3 separate regions of the Mus musculus genome follow, and regions 1 and 2 are each linked to region 3. The links are chromatin contacts, called in public HiChIP or PLAC-seq and promoter capture Hi-C maps. All regions are on one chromosome and are shown on one strand. Each heading gives the region's core, a stretch centred on a gene start, on an enhancer-like site or on the middle of the called end of the contact. The rest is flanking DNA. Distances are from core to core; before and after follow the strand shown.

Evidence for each region. HiChIP or PLAC-seq counts read pairs in DNA pulled down with a chosen protein or histone mark. Capture Hi-C pulls out chosen DNA fragments and counts their contacts.
Region 1: a promoter capture Hi-C map of pancreatic islet shows a contact between it and region 3. The contact joins two enhancer-like sites. A contact is called at or near these places in 2 of 9 other capture datasets (liver and pancreatic islet).
Region 2: an HNF4G HiChIP or PLAC-seq map of pancreatic cancer cells shows a contact between it and region 3. The contact joins the promoter of Itfg2 here to the enhancer-like site in region 3. A contact is called at or near these places in 2 of 115 datasets of contacts at active chromatin or transcription factors (embryonic stem cells and pancreatic cancer cells) and 1 of 9 other capture datasets (adipose tissue).

Annotation. Positions count from the first base shown.
Region 1 is chr6:128,468,335-128,471,034 of GRCm38.p6, reverse strand. The region is part of intron 2 of Gm10069 (predicted gene 10069); the gene reads right to left. Among named protein-coding and RNA genes, the nearest start is that of Gm10069, 31 kb to the right of the region's middle. Within about 2 kb of position 1,319, at least 12 of the 459 cell types and tissues checked have an H3K27ac peak or open chromatin away from gene starts, as enhancers often do. A contact at or near this core is called in pancreatic islet, where this site is marked.
Region 2 is chr6:128,423,660-128,426,359 of GRCm38.p6, reverse strand. It overlaps Itfg2 (integrin alpha FG-GAP repeat containing 2), which reads left to right and starts at 1,450. Exons shown (of 12, transcript NM_133927.1): 1 at 1,450-1,642. The coding sequence starts at 1,547.
Region 3 is chr6:128,548,211-128,550,910 of GRCm38.p6, reverse strand. A2ml1 (alpha-2-macroglobulin like 1) reads left to right here. Exons shown (of 36, transcript NM_001001179.3): 25 at 111-192; 26 at 972-1,128; 27 at 2,227-2,307. Among named protein-coding and RNA genes, the nearest start is that of Pzp, 23 kb to the right of the region's middle. Within about 2 kb of position 1,295, at least 30 of the 459 cell types and tissues checked have an H3K27ac peak or open chromatin away from gene starts, as enhancers often do. A contact at or near this core is called in pancreatic cancer cells and pancreatic islet, where this site is marked.

The DNA.
Region 1 (2,700 bases), core at 70-2,569, 80 kb after region 3:
CACCAACCACTCATGATCACCAACCACCCTGTACACAGATATGCTGTTAAGTTGGAGAAAAGAATTCTAGCCAGACCCAGTCCTCAAGCCAGGACAGAGTCCTCTGTGGATCTGGTGGGTTACTGGCATGTGTACTAAGGGATTCGGAAGAAAGGTGCCCTTTCAAATCAGAACAGAGTTTCCTCGGGTGAGCCACTCTTGCTTTGGCTCCCACTGCACCAGAAGAGGGAGGTTCTCTGCCTGGGTAGTGCTATCTCCCACCATTTGCCTTCCTGTCTCCAGCTCCAGGGTCTGTTCACAACTCTCCTGCCCCTCAGCTTTAGACTCTCGGACCCTCTACCTGGTCCTGCTGCTGGACCCAGCCTTTTGAAGCCTCTTGACCAAGCCTGGCTTTCTCATATCTCACTATCCATTTAAACCAGTTTACTATGCAGTTTCCCAAATGTAAATCCTTCAACAGTGCTCTCTTCTTCAGTTTAATCTTCGCCCCCAACTTCCTGCCAGTGTTGTCTCCTTTAAACCGTACCAGTTCCTAACATCCCTAATCACACAAAGTCTATTTCTTCTCTACTAAGACAATCTTGGGTTCATCCTTTCTGCTCCAACATCCACAGAGCCTTCTTCATTGTCAGAGTCTCCTCGATACAGACATCCTCTCCCAGCTCTAATTCTCTTCACTTCCATCCTCTGTGATTTCTCCTTACCTCCTCTGTCTTAGCTATCTTTGTATTGTTGCAAAGAGACGCCATGACCAAGGAAATTAACTTTTCAAAAAATGTAATTGTGGGCCTGCTTAGAGTTTCGTAGGGGATTCCATCACCATCATGGTGGAGAGCATGACAGCATGCAGGCTGCTTTGGCACTTAAGCAGTAGCTGAGGGCTTACATGTTGAGACAGCAACTATGAGGCAGAAACAGACAGACAGACACAGAGAGACAGAACGACATAGAGACAGACACAGACAGAGAGGCAGAGAGAAGGAGAAAGAGAGCTCTCTGGAAATAGCATGGGCTTTTGAAACTTCAAAGCCCACCCCCAATCAGTGACTTACCTCCTAATCCTTCCAAAACGGCTCCACCAACTGGAGACCAAGCGTACAAATTTATGAGCCTATGGAGGCCATTCTTGCTCAAGTCAGCACATCCTTACACCCCTTTACTTCCCCATTTCCTCTTCCCCCAATTCAATTGTGTCTCCTGCTTAGGACACCCTAGCAGAGGGAGGAGGGAATATGTACTGAAGGAGGGCACCAGCAACAGAGCAACCCTCGAGGAATGCTTCTTCCCTTTGGCAATGGCCCTCAGGTGCCACCTGGTGCTGGTGAGAGGAATGGAGCTCAGTTGGCAGTCCAAGCCACCCCAGCCTCACATAGACAGCTCCTGACCTCAGCACCTGAGCCAGAGTCGCTATTCAGCACCACGGACAGCTCTTGGACCGGCCCCTGCGGCTTGCGGCTCAACCCCCCCCTCCCCCCCCCCCCCCCCGCGGGTAGCCATCTTACTCCACTAGGTTTCCACGAAGCCTCTGCTACCCACCCACGTACTTTATATGACCACATGAGACAAAGGGAAACGACGATCAGGAAAAGATTGAGAAGCAGAAGTCCTGGAAAGCTGGATGGCCAAGAGAAAAAGGAGAGGCTGAAAGAGAAAGCAAAAATGGAAGAGAGAAGGCAGAAACGAGGAGGGAAGGCAGAGAAGGGGACAAGGGAGGGGGAACAGGGGTTCTGAAATGTCACTAATTCACTGGGCATCGTGGTGCACCCCTTTAATCTCAGCACTCAGGATGCAGAGACAGGCAGACCTCTGTGAATTCAAGGCCATTCTGGTCTACAAAGCGAGTCTGGGACAGCCAAGGCTATTTTACACAGACAAACCCTGTTTCAAAAAAACAGTGGTGCACGCCTTTAATCCCAGCACTTGGAAGGCAGAGGTAGGTGAATTTCTGAGTTCGAGGCTAGCCTGATCTACAGAGTGAGTTCCAGGTCAGCCAGAGAAACCCTGTCTCGAAAAAAACAAAAACAAAAACAAAAAACAAACAAGCAAACAAACAAAAAGTTACTAATTTTTTTTCCTATGTCCAGCTATCTCAGAAACTGAAACCTATCTTTGAGACCTTCTGATTGGGGGAAGGAGGGGTGGCACACCTGCCTCTTTTGAGCCTAGCCTTTAACAGCTGATGTCCTGAAGTGCAGAACCATGAGCCTTCACGGACTCCAGAAAGCTCTTGAGGAACTAAATAGTCTCCTTGTGACTGATGCTTCCAGAACCTTCTGGAATGACCATTCTGCTTGACATTTAAGGAAGCACTCATAATTAGTAAACACTGGCTTCCGTTTGGGAACCCCAAACCAAGAAATAGTACCATCTAGTTTTAGAATGGGTCTTTCCATCTCAATTAACCCAATTAAGATAGCTCCTCACAGGCATAGCCAGAGGACAGGGATTCTGTCAGATCAGACAGTTAACAATGTGATGTCACCTGTGTGTGTAGTGTATGTGTGTTCTTATGTATGTGAGCATGCATATTCATATATGTATATATGTATGTAAAGGCCGTAGGTTATGTCAAACGTATTTCTCTATTGCTCGCCACCTTATTTTTTGAGATGAGGTCTCTTCACACCCCCAGCACTAGAATTACAGGAATGGGCTACCACATCTAGAGTTAGGTGGTGTAATGGTTTGCATATGCTCTGC
Region 2 (2,700 bases), core at 201-2,700, 120 kb after region 3:
TCCTTTCCTCTAGGGTAGAAAGGTCTCTCATCTCAGACTTCTTTCACCACCTTTGACATAGAACGTAGGACATCTCTGGTCCAGCACCCCCTAAGATGAGAAGCCAAATGTAGATTAGCTTGCACATGTAAAACTAAAGGGTTTTCCTCCTTAAGAGAGTCTCAGTGTGTTTCAGGCTGGCCTCAGACTGCATGTGATTGACAATAATCCTGAACTGCTGCCTCTGCGTCCCTAGCGCCAGGACTACAGGAATTTCTATCGAGTGTCTTTTGTTTTTATTGACTTTTTGTTGGAGATGGGGTCTCATGTAACCAAAGCTGACATAGAATTACACAGCCAAGGCTGATACTGATCTCTTGATCCTCCTGCCTCTGCCTCCCAGGTGCTAGAATTACAGGCGAGCACTACCACATGTAGTTTAACTAACACTCCTGTTGCCTTGATCACATCTCAGAAGAAAGGCAGAACCTGGTTTATCAGGGAAAGTATCCCAAGCAGCCCCAGTCATGAGAATAATGGCCCCACCTAAACTAGAGTAAGGCCACTAGAAACAGGTCTCTTTGTGCTGGGGTGGGGCTACATCATGCCTCGGGTCCAGAATCCCAGCAGCCTTCACTTCCATGGGAACTGCAATAGTGACAAAAGAGCTCTAACATTTTACATCAGACATCTTGGTTTGAATCTCACGTCTACCACTTTCTGCAAAGTTACTCAATCTTGATGAACATGGTTTCCTCACCTGAAGAAACAATAAAGCTTACATAATTTTGCTGATTAAATAATACATGTAAGGTGTGCTTTGCAATAGGTATTTTTCAAACTGCTGCCCATAAAGTACACAGCATAATTTTTTCATTATAATCCAGGGTATATATATATATATATATATATCCCCAAAACAAGGCTTTAACAAAATAACACGATTTACTACTTAGATCTTTTTCTCTTTGTCTGTTTTCATATTTTTAAAATCTTTGTGGTGGCTCTCCTGCTACATGTGTATGTGTGCATCACCTAGGTGCCTGGGAAGCCAGAAGAGGTTGTCTGGCGTCGGACTTCTTAGAACTGGAATTACAGATGGATGGGTGCGAGCACCATGTCGGGGCTAGGAATCTTCCCAGGGTCCTCTACAAGAGCAAGCAGCCAGTGCTCTTAATTGCTGAGCTCTATTTTTGGCCCCTTAAGTTTTGTTTTTGTTTTTTTTTTAACGTGGGTTGTAATCCACTACATTGCGTTGACAACTCCATTAGGGAATTTCATAAAAATTGTTGGAAAACAAAGCTGTTAATTATGACGGCTATTACTATGACCCGAGGGATGGTCTGAATCCCCCTCAGAGAAAAAGGTCAAGCCCCAGGTATCAAGTCAGCTCCTGGCACGGAAGGCCCGCCTCCTCCCCTAAGGTTAGGGGAAGAAAGCCGGAACTCAAGGCTTAAGCGGTGACGTAGACTTCCGGTTCGGTGGCCTGACACGCGTGCACGGCTGTCCTGAGGGCTCGGGGGTCGTTTTGGTGCAGTGGCCCGGCACCTCAGCCCTCCAGAGTGCCATGAGGTCGGTTAGTTATGTGCAGCGCGTGGCGCTGGATTTCAGCGGGAGTCTCTTCCCGCACGCCATCTGCCTCGGAGACGTGGATAACGACGCGGTGAGTGCATGCGCACTGCAAACCACTGCATTTGGGCGGAGCGAGATGGGGGTGGTGGGAACGACACGATGGCGTGTTGTGCGCTTGCGCACTGGAGTCAACATGGCGTGCGGAACAGAAAATTTTGATTGACAGTATCGCTCTGAGACCGTCACTGCAGGAGGCTTAGTTGGGCCAGAGCCTCTAGTAGTTATTTTTTGTTTTAGCTTTAAAATTTATGTGTAGAGTGTTTTGCTTGCATGTGTGTCTGTGTACCGTGTGTGAGCAGTGCCCGTAAAAGCCAGAAGAGGAACGCTGGGTCCCCTAGAACTGGCGTTAGAGACATTTGTGAGCTGCCACTGCTGGGGATTAAACCCCATTCCTCTGGAAGAGCTAATGTCCTATCGCTGAGTCATCACTCCAGCCATATTTTATTTTTTTATCATTAATTTTAAGAAGACAGGTTGTTGGTTCTCTTGCACAGTTCAGTGATTGTCAGGATAGGAGGTTGTAAAAGCCTGTTTCCCGCGTTATTTCCTTTCGTAGCCGCAATTCCCTTGCAAAACATCTTTACATTTCAAAGCCCATTTTTTAACCTGTAAATTGCATTTAATAATATCCCTCTACCTATAGCTTTCCCTCCCCCCCCCCCCATTCCCCATGCTACCATGCTTGCCCACACTCTTGGCTGCTATTGCCACACTGTTGTATTGCTCCTACACTGGAATTAACCGGTAGATATCTCTGCTGCCTCCAACCTACCGCAGATACCCCATAATCAGTGTGGACCATGCGAGGCTTCTACTGTGCCTACCCAGAATTGACTCAGGTGTCTGGCGACTTTGTAGTGTTACCTCTTCGTTGAAATACAAAAGCAATTTCTACCTACTTTTTTTCTTTCCTAGGCAGTTGATGCTTTTCTCGTCATTTAAATAAATAAATGCACATTAAGCAGGTAGAACGATGACAGGCACACAGTTAAGGCTCTGGAACTGTTAGTGTTAACAGTATTAGCAGCCCCACCCCACCCCCGCCGCCAGGCCTACCATAGGAAATATTAAAAAAAAAAAAAAATGGGA
Region 3 (2,700 bases), core at 46-2,545:
ACTGAAGTGGTCACAGTAGCCCTGCCCAGGTCTTGTATTCACCCAGTGTGTTTCAGGCTTCTCCTTCTCTCCCAGGCTAAGACACAGCTTCCTGCTCTGTTGTGTTTTAGGTTACCAAAATCACTTGTCTTTCAAAAACTATGATGGGTCCTACGATGTGTTCTGCCAGAGCAACCAGGAAGGGAGCACATGGTGAGCAATTAAAACTTTATTTTCCCCAATGGGAGGGGGTTCTCCAAGGAGAAGGAGAGAGAGCAATGGGGGGAGGGGTTTGTAAGGATGAGACTGGGAGGAGAGGAGCGAGGGGAGCTGTGATCGGGATGTACGTGAATTTAAAAATAGAAATAAGGAAGAAAAAGAAAGAAAGAAATTGAGGAGAAAGCCCTTTGTTTTCAATAATATAAGTTATTTTCTAAACAGGACTAGCAAGAAGCTGAGAGAAGCCAGGGCTCAGGGAGGGGTTTCCCAGCCAAGCGGGTTTTGAGAATAAAACCCACTGCAAACACTCACTACCAATAGCCTGATGCAGCAATATCCCCATCGTCTCACAAACTTGCTTGGCTGTCTGATCACTTAGTGACAGCTTTCTGTGATGACACAGCGTATGAGCTCCATGGCAAGTGTCACATCTTACTCTGTACCTCTCAGTCTCATTTAGATACTGGAAAGGGGAACTAGAAGGCCCCATAGTATCCTAGTTCTAGACCATACCAGTCCTGTTTCTGGGCATGTGTAATCAAATGGACTATACTGCCAGACCTTTGAGTGGCCAAAATCCACCTGCTCTATTTTCTACAGATTTGCTGTTCACCATATTTTATTGACCCCAATAAAAGAGCCACTGTCAATCAAGACTAGTTAAGTGTCAACATTAGACAAGTATGAATGCTTTACCAAAGGGAACAGTGCTGGTGAACCTGTGGCGTGGTGACATCTTCACTCTAACATTTGCTTTGTTGGTCCCATTACAGGCTCAGTGCCCTTTCTTTCAAGACAGTTGAGAAAATGAAGGAATATATTTTCATCGAAGAGACAGTCCCCAAACAGACGTTAATCTGGCTTGTAAAGAAACAGAAATCAAATGGATGCTTTAGAAGGGACGAGAAGCATGTCGACACGGCTCAGGAGGTACGGGACTCCCAAGGAGGCTTTCTTCCCCAGTTTCTCTGCTCAGCCTCTGCTGCCTTCCCTCCTCTGGAATGCATCATCCTTGGGGATGCCACACCTTCTGAGTCAGCCGTAGTCACAGGTCTCTCTTGTGTGTGTCACGTGTGTCCTCTCCGTGAACATTTGTCCTGCTTCGTGAATGTTTAACCAGAGCCTGCATATGTCTTTTGTTGAGTGTGGCTTCTGCAGTTATTAAACTGGGAGGAGGAAGGGAAAGGGACTAAGTAGAGAGAGAAAGCACCTGGGAATTCGGAGTTAGACAATACATGGAAGGGAGGCAGAGTTGAGTGTCTGAGGAATTTCTTTCCACGTCTTATTCCTGAGGTTCAAATCAAGGTCTCAGATAGAAAATAGGAGATAATTTATTCTGAAGCCAAGCATGAGAGATCATGGTCCAGGAACACAGATTTAGGTCACTCCAAATTCCATGTTGCAATTTTTTTTTTTGTTAAGATTTCTTTTTAAGTACCAGAACAAAGAAAGTCATAACTCTGTGAACTTTTCAAATACATTGATTACCACTAAGTAGGCTGTCACAGCAAAGCATGAGACTCAGAAGCTATTTGATGACACTCTTAGCCTTTTATCAGTGGAAACTAGGGATTTGTGAAATTAATACATTCCCAAAGGTTTTGTCTGTTAGTCACAGAGGGGAACAAGGAACTTAGGAGGTTAAAGACGGTTGAACTAGCTCTGGACCTGCAACATTCCAACCCCTCGACAACCACCTAGGTCTTTCATCTCCCTTCTGTCTCACCCATCAGCAAAGTGTTTCTTTGCTTTGTTCAGATTAATGCCAAAACATCTACGTGGACTGCTTAGAATGCAAGCCAAACACCAGGCCACAGAATACTATGCACAACATACGTATACTTAAACTTGAATTTAATGGGTCTCACCAGATAGCATGACTACTATTTACCTACTTTGAACAGTATATGTTAAAGTGTTTTTGTGACTAAGGTTGTTTGCTCAAGCACTTTCCCCTAGTTAGTCTCAGTCCAGGAACACGGCTGTTGTACCGTGGTCTGCTCTCCTGACCTGTTCCTTTGTTTTCAGGGCCGTGAGGGTGACCAGGAAGATATTGCGCTCACTGCGTACGTCGTCGGGGTGTTCCTTGAAGTTGGACTCAATGCCAGCGTATGGATTCTCATCATCTCTGGCCTCCCTCTGCTGGATGCACCTTAGAGAGATCCTAGAATCAGGATGAAATCCTTAGACAGGATAAGATACCAGGACAACATTTAATTCATTACCATCCTTTAAACTGACGATGTTCAAAATTCTTTTGATTCACTGATACTTTTGATGGATAGAATTGAGGTCCCCACCAGGTTGGATACACTCTTGAGAAAACTCAGTTTTTCATATGATCTAGGCTATTTATACGTTCCCTGAAGTGCAGCCAGGAACTTCAGATTATGAACATCTGCTCTAGCAGGAATGATGGCACACACCAGTATTAGTGGTAATTCTGGTGTTCAGGACACCATGGCAAAAGGATCATGACATTTGAGGCCACTCTTGCCTATT